Linked DNA regions of Ovis aries: region 2 is linked to region 1. Evidence: chromatin contacts called from public Hi-C data. All regions are on one chromosome and are shown on one strand. The core of a region is the stretch at or near the end of the contact, and the rest is flanking DNA. Distances in the headings are between cores, read along the strand shown.

The links. Hi-C and Micro-C count contacts between places; a contact is called where the count stands out from the background.
Region 2: a contact with region 1 is called in a Hi-C map of skin fibroblasts, with 5 times the contacts expected there. The contact joins two enhancer-like sites. A contact is called at or near these places in 2 of 16 Hi-C or Micro-C datasets (skin fibroblasts and tail adipose tissue).

Annotation. Positions count from the first base shown.
Region 1 is chr3:99,446,268-99,452,111 of ARS-UI_Ramb_v3.0, reverse strand. No RefSeq gene overlaps it. Among named protein-coding and RNA genes, the nearest start is that of IL1RL2, 33 kb to the left of the region's middle. Within about 2 kb of position 3,436, at least 18 of the 54 cell types and tissues checked have an H3K27ac peak or open chromatin away from gene starts, as enhancers often do.
Region 2 is chr3:99,625,541-99,631,384 of ARS-UI_Ramb_v3.0, reverse strand. All of the region lies in intron 1 of IL1R1 (interleukin 1 receptor type 1), which reads left to right. Among named protein-coding and RNA genes, the nearest start is that of IL1R1, 13 kb to the left of the region's middle. Within about 2 kb of position 2,789, at least 12 of the 54 cell types and tissues checked have an H3K27ac peak or open chromatin away from gene starts, as enhancers often do.

The DNA.
Region 1 (5,844 bases), core at 2,187-4,686:
AGAAAGGGCAGCCTCAAGGTTGAGTCATGTCAAACAAAGAGTCCAGAGAGGGCTGGTCTTTCCCCAAAAGACTGAGACGTAGACACACACGTGAAAGTGCTTGGCACACTCCGAGGTCCGACGAGGAGCTGTCTGACCAACAGGGAGTGGGTGGCAGGGCTGGTTCCTCAGTGCCTCCTGGCACCCCCTCCGTCCCCCTGCCCCCCACAGTGACTCAGAGGCTTCCTGCTGGCCCCAGGCAGCTGACCTTTCCCCAGCGCTCCATCCCACTTCACAGTTATAAACTTTCCTTCCACGCTCACTCCTGTGGTTGATTTATCCAGGGTGTGTGTGTGTGCAAAGTTCAGAGAGTGGAAAATTCCTCCTTGGTTTCCTTCTTAGAGGCTTCTCTACAGATGACGAGCCCACAACATCTGGAATAGATGATGGGGGTTGGGGAGCCCTCAGAGTTACAGGACGTTGGGACGAAGTCCTGGAGGCCACACGTCTCGAACAGAATTCTCCTGGGGCCCTTGAGTGACGGAGGATGGAAACTCTGTGTCTCTGTCCCTCTTCCCCTGCCAAGCCCAGGCAGCTTCTAAGGGATGCTGGTGTTTGTTACAGTCAAACTGAAACCTCACCCTCCTCTTCTTCCTCCTAGAGGAAGGCGGAAGCAGACTGTGAGCCCTGGCTCTTGCCCTCGTGAGTCACCTCTCCCCAGAGGCTCTTTTATTCTTCTTAATTTTAAAAATCAAATCCACAAAATTGAGAAAGCCAGTGCAGTTCATGCCTGTGAGTTGTAAAGGGAAACACAGATTCCGAAACCTGCACATTTGCCAATCTGTTTAGGTAGATTTTTCAGGAATGTGTCTGCTTTTCCGTAAATAATCTGTTGGTTGTGGTCTACCATTGACTCAAACTCTTGAAACAGAGCAGGACCTTATGGTCCTTCCCCCAGCAGGTCCTCTGCCTCCCCTCTGTCCTTGGAAAACTTTAGTCAAAGAATAAGTTTAATCAGAGAAATGAGAAACGCAGAAACAAAGGGAAACAGTCAGAGGAGAGTGAATAATGAGGCAGTCATTAAGCACAGTCAAGGACCTTTAGTTTCTTGTCAAGGGCTATGGATAATATTCTCGGCTGTATCCTGTGAGCTGTCTTATAGATACTAAAACACCAGATGGGAGAAGTTAACTACATGAAGAAAAGATTGTACAGAGGACATAAGCTGCCACAAATCCAAGAACTGGCCTCAGAGAAATGGGAACAAATGGACCCTGGAACTGAAGATTAACTTCACCTAAAACAGTCAAGAAGACACTGGTGAGGCCACCAGTGACAATCTGAAGATGAGTGTCAAGCTGACTCTGCTGTTCTGCATGTATCCCCAACCCCAGCCTATAAAAGTTCTGCGGGGGGAGTTGGCTTTCAGACAGATGTCTGCCCTTAGCCCCAAGTTGCTGGCATCTGAAATAAAGCAAACTTTCCTTTCCACCAACTTGGCCTGTTTATTGGCTTTTGGGCATCGAGCAGTCAGACCCACACCACGCCTTTCAGGAACAGTCTGACAAAACACAAAAATTAGCTTTTTGCTTCTCTGGCAGGATATAAACAAGCTGCTTTAATATGGCACATGGTTGTTTAGTTTTCCCACCTTTCTCGACTGCTTTGGGAAGGTTTGCATTTTAAGCTGTCTTGATCAGAGGCTGTCTTATTAACAACAACTGCCATGCCCCACCTCTGACACTCTGATCTGACTGTTCCGAGGAGCACAGCAGATGTTGGTCTGCAAGGACCTCAGGACTTTACTGAAGGAGAAGGGTGAGCAGGAGAATGGAATCCACAGGGAGACTCATCAGAGGACTGGCCCTCAGGTGGTTTTCTTGTCTTTACCAGGAGGCTGCCCAGCCCCCACCTCCCAGCCCCTGGGAAGAGCAGAAAGCGCATCTTTTCTGAATGCAGGTGCAGAATGGGGCCGTGGGGAACAGGGCTGCACTCGCGTCAGCTGAAACGGTGGCACTAAAATGTTTCAAGGGGCGTCTCCTGCTGTGGTTTGCTCTGTCTCCTCTTCCCTGCCTGCCTCCAGTTTCCTGATGCAGGAGGTGCTGGGGTGGCATTCTTAGACCCACCTGAGCTCTGCCACAGAGGAGAGCTGGATGGGGTGAGAGCCAGCGGTCCCAGTGGACTCAAAGCCTGTGCCTGAAGACTGTGTACCCCTGACCTCCTCTGTCCACAATGAAATACTGTGTTGTTCAGTCACTCAGTTGTGCCTGACTCTGTGACCTCACGGACTGCAGCACACCAGGCTTCCCTGTCCGTCACTATCTCCCAGAGCTTGCTCAATCTCATGACCATTGATTCAGTGATACCATCCAACCATCTCATCCTCTCTCATCCCCTACCTGCCCTCAATCTTTCCCAGCATCAGGGTCTTTTCCAGTGAGTTAGCTCTTTGTATCAGGTGGCCAAAGTACTGAAGCTTCAGCATCAGTCCTTCCAATGAATATTCAGGGTTGGTTTCCTTTAGGATTGACTGATTTGATCTTGCTGTCCAAGGGACTCTCAAGAGTCTTCTCCAGTATCGCAGTTCTAAAGCATCAATTCTTCGGTGCTCAGCCTTCCTTATAATCTAACTCACATCCATACATGACTACTGGAAACACCACAGCTTTGACTATACGGACCTTTGTTGGCAAAGTCACACCTCTGCTTTCTAATACATTGTCAAGGTTTACTATAGCTTTTCTTCCAAGGAGCGAGTGACGTTTAATTTCATGGCTGCAGTCACCATCCACAAGGCTTTTCTGGTGGCTCAGACAGTGAAGAATTTGCCTGCCAATGCAGGAGGTGCGAGTTTGTTCCCTGGGTCAGGGCATGGCAACCCACTGCAGTATTCTTGCCTGGGGAAGCCTATGGACAGAGGAGCCTGGCAAGGCTACCGTTCATGGGGCCACAAAGAGTCAGACCTGACTGAGCAGCTAACACTTTCACTTTTCAACCATTGTCCGCAGAGATTCTGGGGACTAAAAAAAGTAAAATCTGTCCCTGTTTCCACCTTTCCCCCCTATTTGCCATGAAGTTATGGGACTGGATGCCATGATCTTCAGTTTTTGACTGTTGAGTTTTAAGCCAGCCTTTTCACGCTCCCCTTTCACCCCCATCAACAGGCTGTATCAAGTGGTGAGTCTGGCTCCTCTTGGGTTGCATAACTTCTGGGTCAAAGTGCTTTGTTCTTCTGTGACCGCAGGGCGGCGGAAGTCTTCCCTGTAGCCAAGTCTTGAGCCAACAGGACTTCCTGCCTGTGTAACAGGATGACATCAAGAGGGAAAGAAAGTAGCCCCGTGGGTGAAGGATCTTGTGAAAGAGAAAAGCATTTCCTCTCTTGAGACAGGGGGAACCGAGGTTAACGCCCCAGCTTGGAGCCATCAAAGATCTCCCCGCGGCGCTACTGCGCCCTCTGCTGGCGAATCCGAGTGAACGCGCCCCTTGTTTGGGAGCCTGCAGCATCCCGGACTGAGAACGCAGCATCCTTACCCTCGCAGGTGCCCGCGCAGCCTGTCGGGGTCTCCACCTTAAGGCCATTTTGTCTCCTCCTTCTTAGGCTGTGGGAAAGGTTGAGAGAGGGCCATTTTCTAAGCCTGCCACTGAGTTTCTAACCCTCGGGCTTTCAAGCCTGCAGCCCTCTGTCCACGAGTTGTGATGGGGACCAGGAGGCTGCGCTTTCATGCCCACAAGGCAGGGGTCTGAGGTGGTGATTCCTGAAAGATTGCCCCGCCGCATACTGCCTGGGTTCCAACCACACTCCGCACCTACTGAGTTCATCTGCTAAATCTGACTTCTTAGTCCCTCAAGGCAGTATTCTGCTTTAGTTTCTTCCTCTGTAAAAAAAAACAAAAACAAAAAAAAACCAAGTATCAATATTGCAGGACAATCAGCCAGTAAAACTGGTGCCTAGTGAGACCTCAGTGAGCGCTGGCTTTTATCATTCTTACATTGTTGCAGTAATTCATGGGCTTCCCTGGTAGCTCAGCTGGCAATGCATAAGGCGCAGGTTCCATCTCTGGGTCAGAGAGATCCCCTGGAGAGGGCATGGCACCCCACTCCAGTGTTCTTGCCTGGGAAATCCCGTGGACAGAGGAGCCTGGTGGGCTACAGTCTACGGGGTCACAAGAGAGTCGGACACGACTCAGTGACTGAACAACACCAGTGATACTTCATATTATTTTTACTGTGATGTCATTTTTACTATAACTGTTATTTCACAGTTATTAATTTTGTTGCCACACTAATGATAACAGCGATAAGTAACATTTACGGAGCGCTCACAACATTTCAGACATTTTTCTACATGCTCTGTACATAATGGCTCATCATCAGCGCTGCGAGGAGGCACCCTAAGGATTTCCACTTTGCAAGTGAGGAAGGAGCCTTGGTCTGGTGTTAGAGGGGCTTGGGAGGCAGAGAACCTGGGTTCCGGGTGGCTAGTCTCGCTGTTCCATTAGCCCAGTGAGCCATCTCTAGAATCCAGGTAACAGTAATACTTTCTTGATAGAGAGTAGTAAATATTAAGTGCAATATGTGGAAAGGGCTGGAAGTCCTACACACAACTGCTAATCAGTATTACTGTGAATATAGTTTACCCAAGACTAATGTATATAACTGAGTTCAGAGTAGTTCCACCTTATGAAAAACCTGATTTTACATATATAAAAAATAAGCTCATGAATTCAGAGAGTGATTATAACGGGTTGGCCAAGACATTTGTTCGATGTTTTACATAACATCTTACAGGGAAAAACATGAGTGAGCTTTTGACCAACCCAATATTTTTGCTTTTTTAGTGAAAATAGATTATGGGGCTCATTTAGTGAGTGACTCTCAAAGTTTATATGAACCAAATAAAAAAATGTAAAAACATAAAACACTGAAAAAATATAGATATATATTATATTGGATCCAAATAAAGGAAAGGAAGGACGTATTTTCCCCCATAATTGTAAGTAAAATAGAAAAGCATAGAATAAACTGAAAAAAATGTGAGCAAGAATAAGAAAGATAAGGATTGCTATTCTTAATGCCCACTAGAAAAAGGGCCAGAAGATATGAATAGGAAATTCATAAAATAAGGGCAAATGCCTAGAAGAGAAAGTGGGGAACATGGCAAGTCACCTGTCGCTACAAGTTCAGGACGCTTACAATGTGCCAGACTCCTACACTAACCTCTTCAATATAATCTCTCATTTACTACTGTCAGTGACCTTATATTTTCTCCACATTAAAAATGAAGAAGTTAAGGATATAAGAGGTCACCCAGGAGTAAGCAGTTGCAAGAAATGGGCCTAGGGAAATGCATCACTAAGTGTTTAATGATACTGTAGCTTTGCCCTTAAGTGTCTTGATGTGATAATAATAGTATCGTTATGTTTCCAAAAGAGTCCTTGCATTTTGGATGGGATATAACGAAGCATTTATGGATGAAATACTAGGATGTCAGAGATTAGCCTCAAAATAATTCAGCATAGAGAGAGGAGGAACCCTTTAGAGAATGGGTGAAAAAAGATGACTGTGAACGATGTTCATCGGGGCCCATGGTATTATTCTCTCTATTTTTGTATATATGTGAACTTTTCTCCAAAATAAGTTTGAACATTCCAGTAGGTTAAAAGGAGATTTTAAAAAAAACAACTATCTCTCAGACACTTGAGCAAATTTGCCTATGAAAAAAGAAAAAGATTTGTTTTTCTAGCTAAGGGAAAAGGCGTGTGGTTTTCTTTTATTTTCAAAAATATAAAGAGCTTTTCCTTTTCCTGATTATTTGCCCATTGGAAACATTTGTAAAAACATGAAAGTATTAAAAATGTTTACTAA
Region 2 (5,844 bases), core at 1,540-4,039, 180 kb before region 1:
TTGTCTTCTTTTGGTTAGTCATCATCAAACCAATCCTTTCTCAGAGTAACTTTTGCCAACCTAATTTCTGTGGTCTTTGACCTCATTTGATGTCTCTCAGCAAGCTCACTGAGTGTGTGGGGAGTTGAATGCTTTTGCTGACTTTCTACCATTTGAACAACCCAGAGCAAACTCAGTCTTTTTATCTCCTTTTTCTCTATTAAATTTAGAGATAAGGACTGGCTGTCCACCCCACCACGTGATTGAACTGGGGACATAAAGGGAAAGGCTAGAGGAATGTTCTTTAAAAAGAAAAAAAGTAAAAATACCAAATGGTACTATCACCGTTGTTATAATATGAAGTTCATATATAGCCTCGCCTTATGAAGTGTCTAGTTTTCAGAGAGCTGCGTGCTGAAATTTTGGTGTTGTCGAAATAGTTCTAAACTTGAAAACATGTATGTATTTCAACATATTTCTTTGTTCTTAGATTCAGCGGCACAGGGACATAGTTTGAAGATGGATTTGTCTTATTGCTTGCTTATCTGCGTATGGGGTCACATGCTAGTTTTCTCGTATCCCATGGTCACCATCCACTTGCTCTGCTCTGATCCCCAGTCAGAACTTTTCAAAGGCAGAGCCTGGTTTTATGTGTTCCTCTCTTTCCAGGACCTGGTTTAGGGTCTGACACCCTTTGAGGGGGGGGCATAAACATTTTTTGAATGAGTCAGCGAAAGCAAGCTAGGAACATTTTAACCCAACTTCCCAGGGAAATGAATATCCCCTCAAGAGGAATTATGGAGCATTTTCAAAAGTGGAGCTTTTTTCCTGGGGTGCACTGACTGTTTTCTTTGTTAAATGTGGGTTGGTTTCTGTTCTACTGAGTACAACTTTAAAGCTCTGAATGGGTGTGAAGCGGATGAATTCCAACCAGGGGTAGATCCAGGAAAATGGAGATGGTGCCTTTAGTGAGTGCAAGTCCCATGGACTTGCCACAAGTATGGAAGGCTTTACAAGGGGTACAGGATTTCACTCTGACCTCAGTGGTCGGCTGTTCAAATCAGGGTCAAGTACATGCTCAGCAATGGTTTGACACTCATAGTGGATAAGTAATAATGATGGCAAATAACCAGTAGAGCACTTCCTTAATGTGGGACCCCCGGTTCTGAGTGCCTTCTGTATGAGGGAGTCTTTATTATCATCTTACTTTGCAGATTAAGAAATGGAAGTGCAGAGATGTGATTTGCCTGAAGTCACATCAGCAGTTAGCGCACGCCTGGGGTTCATGACACAGCCTCACTCTAGAGTTCACGGGCTGCTGGACTCAAGGGATGATGAATGAAAACACGTGGTTCATGTGCTTTTGAACAAATAGCACACAATTTAAAAGGCTTTAAAAAGGTTATTCAACCAAGTCTTTCCCTCTTTCTCATCAATAGGTGACTGCTACTAGTCTCTTCCACCTCTTTCTTGCTGTATCTGTCAGAGTTCTCTCTTTGGAGAGCCAGTGGGGGATTGATATGTACGTAGATGTATTAATATGTAGATATTGATATAGCTGTTTCAGTCTCCTGTTATATACGTGTCTGTCTATATCTATCTATGAAGAGTTTTTTCCTTTTTTAACTTTTTATTTTGTATTTGAATATAAGTGATTAATGGGCTTCTCCAGTGGCTCAGTGGTAAGGAATCCTCCTGACAATGCAGGAGATGTGGGTTCCTTCTCTGGGTTGGGAAGATCCCCTGGAGAAGGAAATGGCAACCCACTCCAGTATCTTCGCCTATGAAAACCCATGGAGCTTGGTGGCATACAGTCCATGGAGTCGCAAAAGAGTCGGACACGACTTAACAACTAATAGCTGGCTAACTATTTTGTGATAGTTTCAAGTGAACAGCCAAGGGACTCAGCCATACATATATATGTATCCATTCTCCCGCAAACTTCCCTCCCATCCAGGCTGCCAGGTAACACTGAGCAAAGTTCCCTGTGCTACACAGTAGGTCCTTGTTGGTTATCCATTTTAAACAGAGCAGTGTGTACACATCCATCTCATGCTCCCTAACTATCCCTTTCCCCCAGCCAGGAAGATTCTTATAATAAGGTATGGATTGGCTCATGCTATTATGGAGGCTTGAGGAGACCCAGGAAAGCAGATGGTATAGTTAGAAGGCCAGAGAGCAATGGTGTAGACTCCCGTCCAGTCCAAAGGCTTGAGAATCAGAATTGCCAAGTGCAGAAGATGGACGTCCTTGATCAAGTTTTCAGGCGAAGTTAAATCAGTCTTCCTGTGCCTTTTTGCTCTATTTAGGTCCCCAAGGGATTGGAGGAAGCCCACCCACTCTGGAACGGGGGCTATTTGCTGTACTCCGCTCACCAATTCAGGTGGTAATCTCTTTCAGAAACACCCTCACAGACACACCAGCTATTTGGAGGTTTCAGTTGACACAGAAAGCTAACCATCACACACTAAGGACATACACTCTTCTGTGCGTTGGTGCACGCTAAGTTGCTTCAGTCATGTCTGACTCTTTTCGATGCTATGGACTATAGCCCACCAGGCTCATTTGTCTATGAGCTTCTCCAGGAAAGAATACCAGAATGGGTTGCCATGCCCTCCTCCAGGGGATCATCCTGACCCAGGTCTCTTGCATTGGCAGGCAGATTCCTTTCCACTGAGCCACCAGGGAGCCCACGCTCTTCTGTGCTTGGGTCTATATCTGCATCAGAAAAAGCTTCCTTTTAACCTTTTGCTGACTCAAGTTGTTTGCAGTCTTTTGCTGTTACAACTGATGTTGCAATGAGTAGCAAATAGCCATGCCTCTGTCATTTTGCAGAAGTGCTAGCAAGAGTATTTGTTGGCTGCATTCCTAGAAGTGGAACTGCCAGGTCAAAGGCTGAGTGTGTTTGTGATTTGATGTATATGTCAAGATTTCCCACCTGTTACAACAGGTTGTAACAATTAACAGCCCTGCCAGGAATGTTTGAGAGAGTATTTCCTCATGTGCCTACCAAAATAGGTATGCTAGCAAGCTGGTGGGTGTTTTTGTTGTTTTTAAATTTTTCATACCTTATATAACTGAGGATTTTTAGACTTTATATTTTTAAAGATTTCTTTCTTTCTTTCTTTTTTTTTTTTTTTTGGATGTGGGCCATGTTTTAAGTCTTCATTGAATTTGTTAAAAATGTTGCTTCTATTTTACCTTTTGGGTTTTTGGCCACAAGGCATATGGGATCTTAACTCCCTGGCCAGGGATCAAACCCATACACCCTGCATTGGAAGGTGAAGTCTTAACCACTAGACTGCCAGGGAAATCCCTAGACTATTTTTTGAAAGCACTTGTAAGTTCACAGCAAAATTGAGGGGCAGGTAAAGAGATTTCCCATATAACCCTTGCCCCCACGTGTGTATAACCTGCTCCCTCCCTTCCCAGGGTGGTTCATTCCTTACAACTGATGAACCTACGCTAACACACCGTCATCACCGGAAGTCCACAGTCTGCCTTAAGACTCACTCTAGGTGTTGTATATTCTGTGTGTTTAGGCAAATGTAGGATGACATGTACCCATCATTACAGTGTCACACAGGGTATTTCACTGTGCTTCACCTGTTCATCTCTCCTTCCAGCCCCTGGCAACCACTTAAGTTTTTACTGCCTCCATAGTTTTGGGCTTCCATGGTTGCTCAGAAGGTGAAAAACCTGCCTGCAATGCAGGAGCCCCAGGTTTGATTCGTGAGTTGGGCAGCTCTCCTGGAGAAGGCCGTGGCAACCCTCTCCAGTTTTCCTGTCTGGTGACTTTCAAGGAGAGAAGAGACTGATGAGTCAAAGCTCACGGGTTGCAAAAAGTCGGACACGACGGAGTGACCAACACTGTTTTCACTCTTTTGCCTCTTCAGAATGTAAATGTTATGTAGTCTTTTCAGACTGACTTCTTTCACTTAGGATTTTGCACTGAAGATTTCTTCATGTCTCTTCATAGCTTGAGAGCTCATTTCTCTTCAGCACTGAATAACATTCCATCATCTAAATGGACCACACTTAAATTATCCATTCACGCCCTGAATGGTATCTGGGCTGCTAGCAAGTTTTGACAATTATTAATAAAGCATCTATTAAGCGTCCACGTGCAGGTGTTTGTGTGGATGTAAGTTTTCAGCCCCTTTGGATAAACATCAAGGAGAGTGACTGTAGGATCCTACAGTAAGAGTTTGTTTAGTTTTATAAGGAACTGTCAGACTGTCTCCCACAGCGGTGGCACTTTCTGCCTTCTCACCAGCTGTGACTGAGAATTTCTGTTGCTGCACGTCCCTCATGGGATCTGCTGTCAGTGTTGTGGATTTTGGTCGCTTTGCTGTTTAGCTGATAGATTGCATCCGACCCTTTTGGGACTCCATGGACTGTAGCCCACCAGGCTCCTCTGTCCATGGGATTTCCCAGGCAAGACTGCTGGAGCAAGTTGCCACTGGTCATTCTAATATGTGTGCAGTGGCATTGAGGTTGTTTCAAAACCAGCTGTGATCACCGCAGTTGGTTTTTATGCCTTGTGGGTGTCTACCCATGGGGCAGCACGGTAGGGCAGAGCAGTCTGGTAGCAGCCTTCGAGGATCACACGGAGGGGCCAGGCAGTAGCCTGAGTTGAGGGTGTGATAAACACGAAAGACACAGACGGCTGCTGAGACAGTGGCGAGGGGCTGGGTGTGAGTCACCTGGTGAGGGGGTGTCCTTGTGAGGAGGGGTGAGGTCTGAGGCAGGGGGGCAGCACGATTTGAGCCCCTTGGAGGGAAGAGGAAGCTCAGTATGTGGGGGCTGAGTGAGTGGGAGGGAGCTTAGAGACAGAGGCAGGGGCCAGATCACGGTGGTGCAGACAGTGGTGGGGCCATGATGAGGAGCTTGGATTCCATTCTGAACTTGCCAGTCACAGGCTGGGGAGATGGTGCCCGCGTGTGCACAGCCTTACCTCCCAGACCACAAGTGTTCACAGCCTTACCTCCCAGACCACAAGTGTTCACAGCCTTACCTCCCAGACCACAAGTGTTCACTTGTGTGACATTAGGCAGACCCAGTCCCTCTGTGTGAGCGCTGGGGGATGTTGTTTTATTTATGAGACAGTGGCAGGCTGGTACCCAGGATATGGCACTCTCTTGTCCAGCCCTGAATTCCTGGGTGTGTGACAAGCGACAGGTGCTCTGCCTGAACCTGGAGGCACAGACATTCCACAGAAGCACCCTCTACCCTCCCAGGAACAAAACTCGTGCACCAGGGACTTGCTTGGCATCTCAGCTTTTACTAAATTAACCAAGGGTTTTAAGAAATGGTTCTTGAGTGTTCAATCCAGGCTGAGCCTTGTGCTCAGTGCTTCTAGGGATGAGAGGAGGAGGAGGAAGGGGAAACCCAGAGAGGAAGACGGTGAGAAGTGGCTTCCAGTGCAGCTTCAAGACAGAATCGTGTGTCAATGCCAGAAGGGAGGCAGGAGTGGGCGGGGAAGGGGCCCAGCCGCTCTGGCTCCAGATGAGACGGGAGGCCTTGCAGAGCACTGTGGGAGCTGCTTGCAGCAGCTCGAGCTTCTCTTCCATCCTTCTGTGGAGGAGCAGGTAACGTGTTCCTTCTGTCTTTAGAGGTGAAGAAAGGCCTCTTTCCTCAAGGCCACGGGGTAGGCCAAGGATGGCGCTGGGACTGGCCCCTAACACTGAGCTCCCTGGGTGCCCAAACAGATCAAAATCCCTCAGCCTCACCACTGGAGGAGGGCTCGCTCTCTGTAGCCTGCATGCTCTTTCACTCTGGCCTCTTTGGTTCCATTATTATGGATTTGCTCCGTTTCTGAGTCTGGAGTGTTGGCAGGACCCTGCAGAAGGGCTGGACCACACC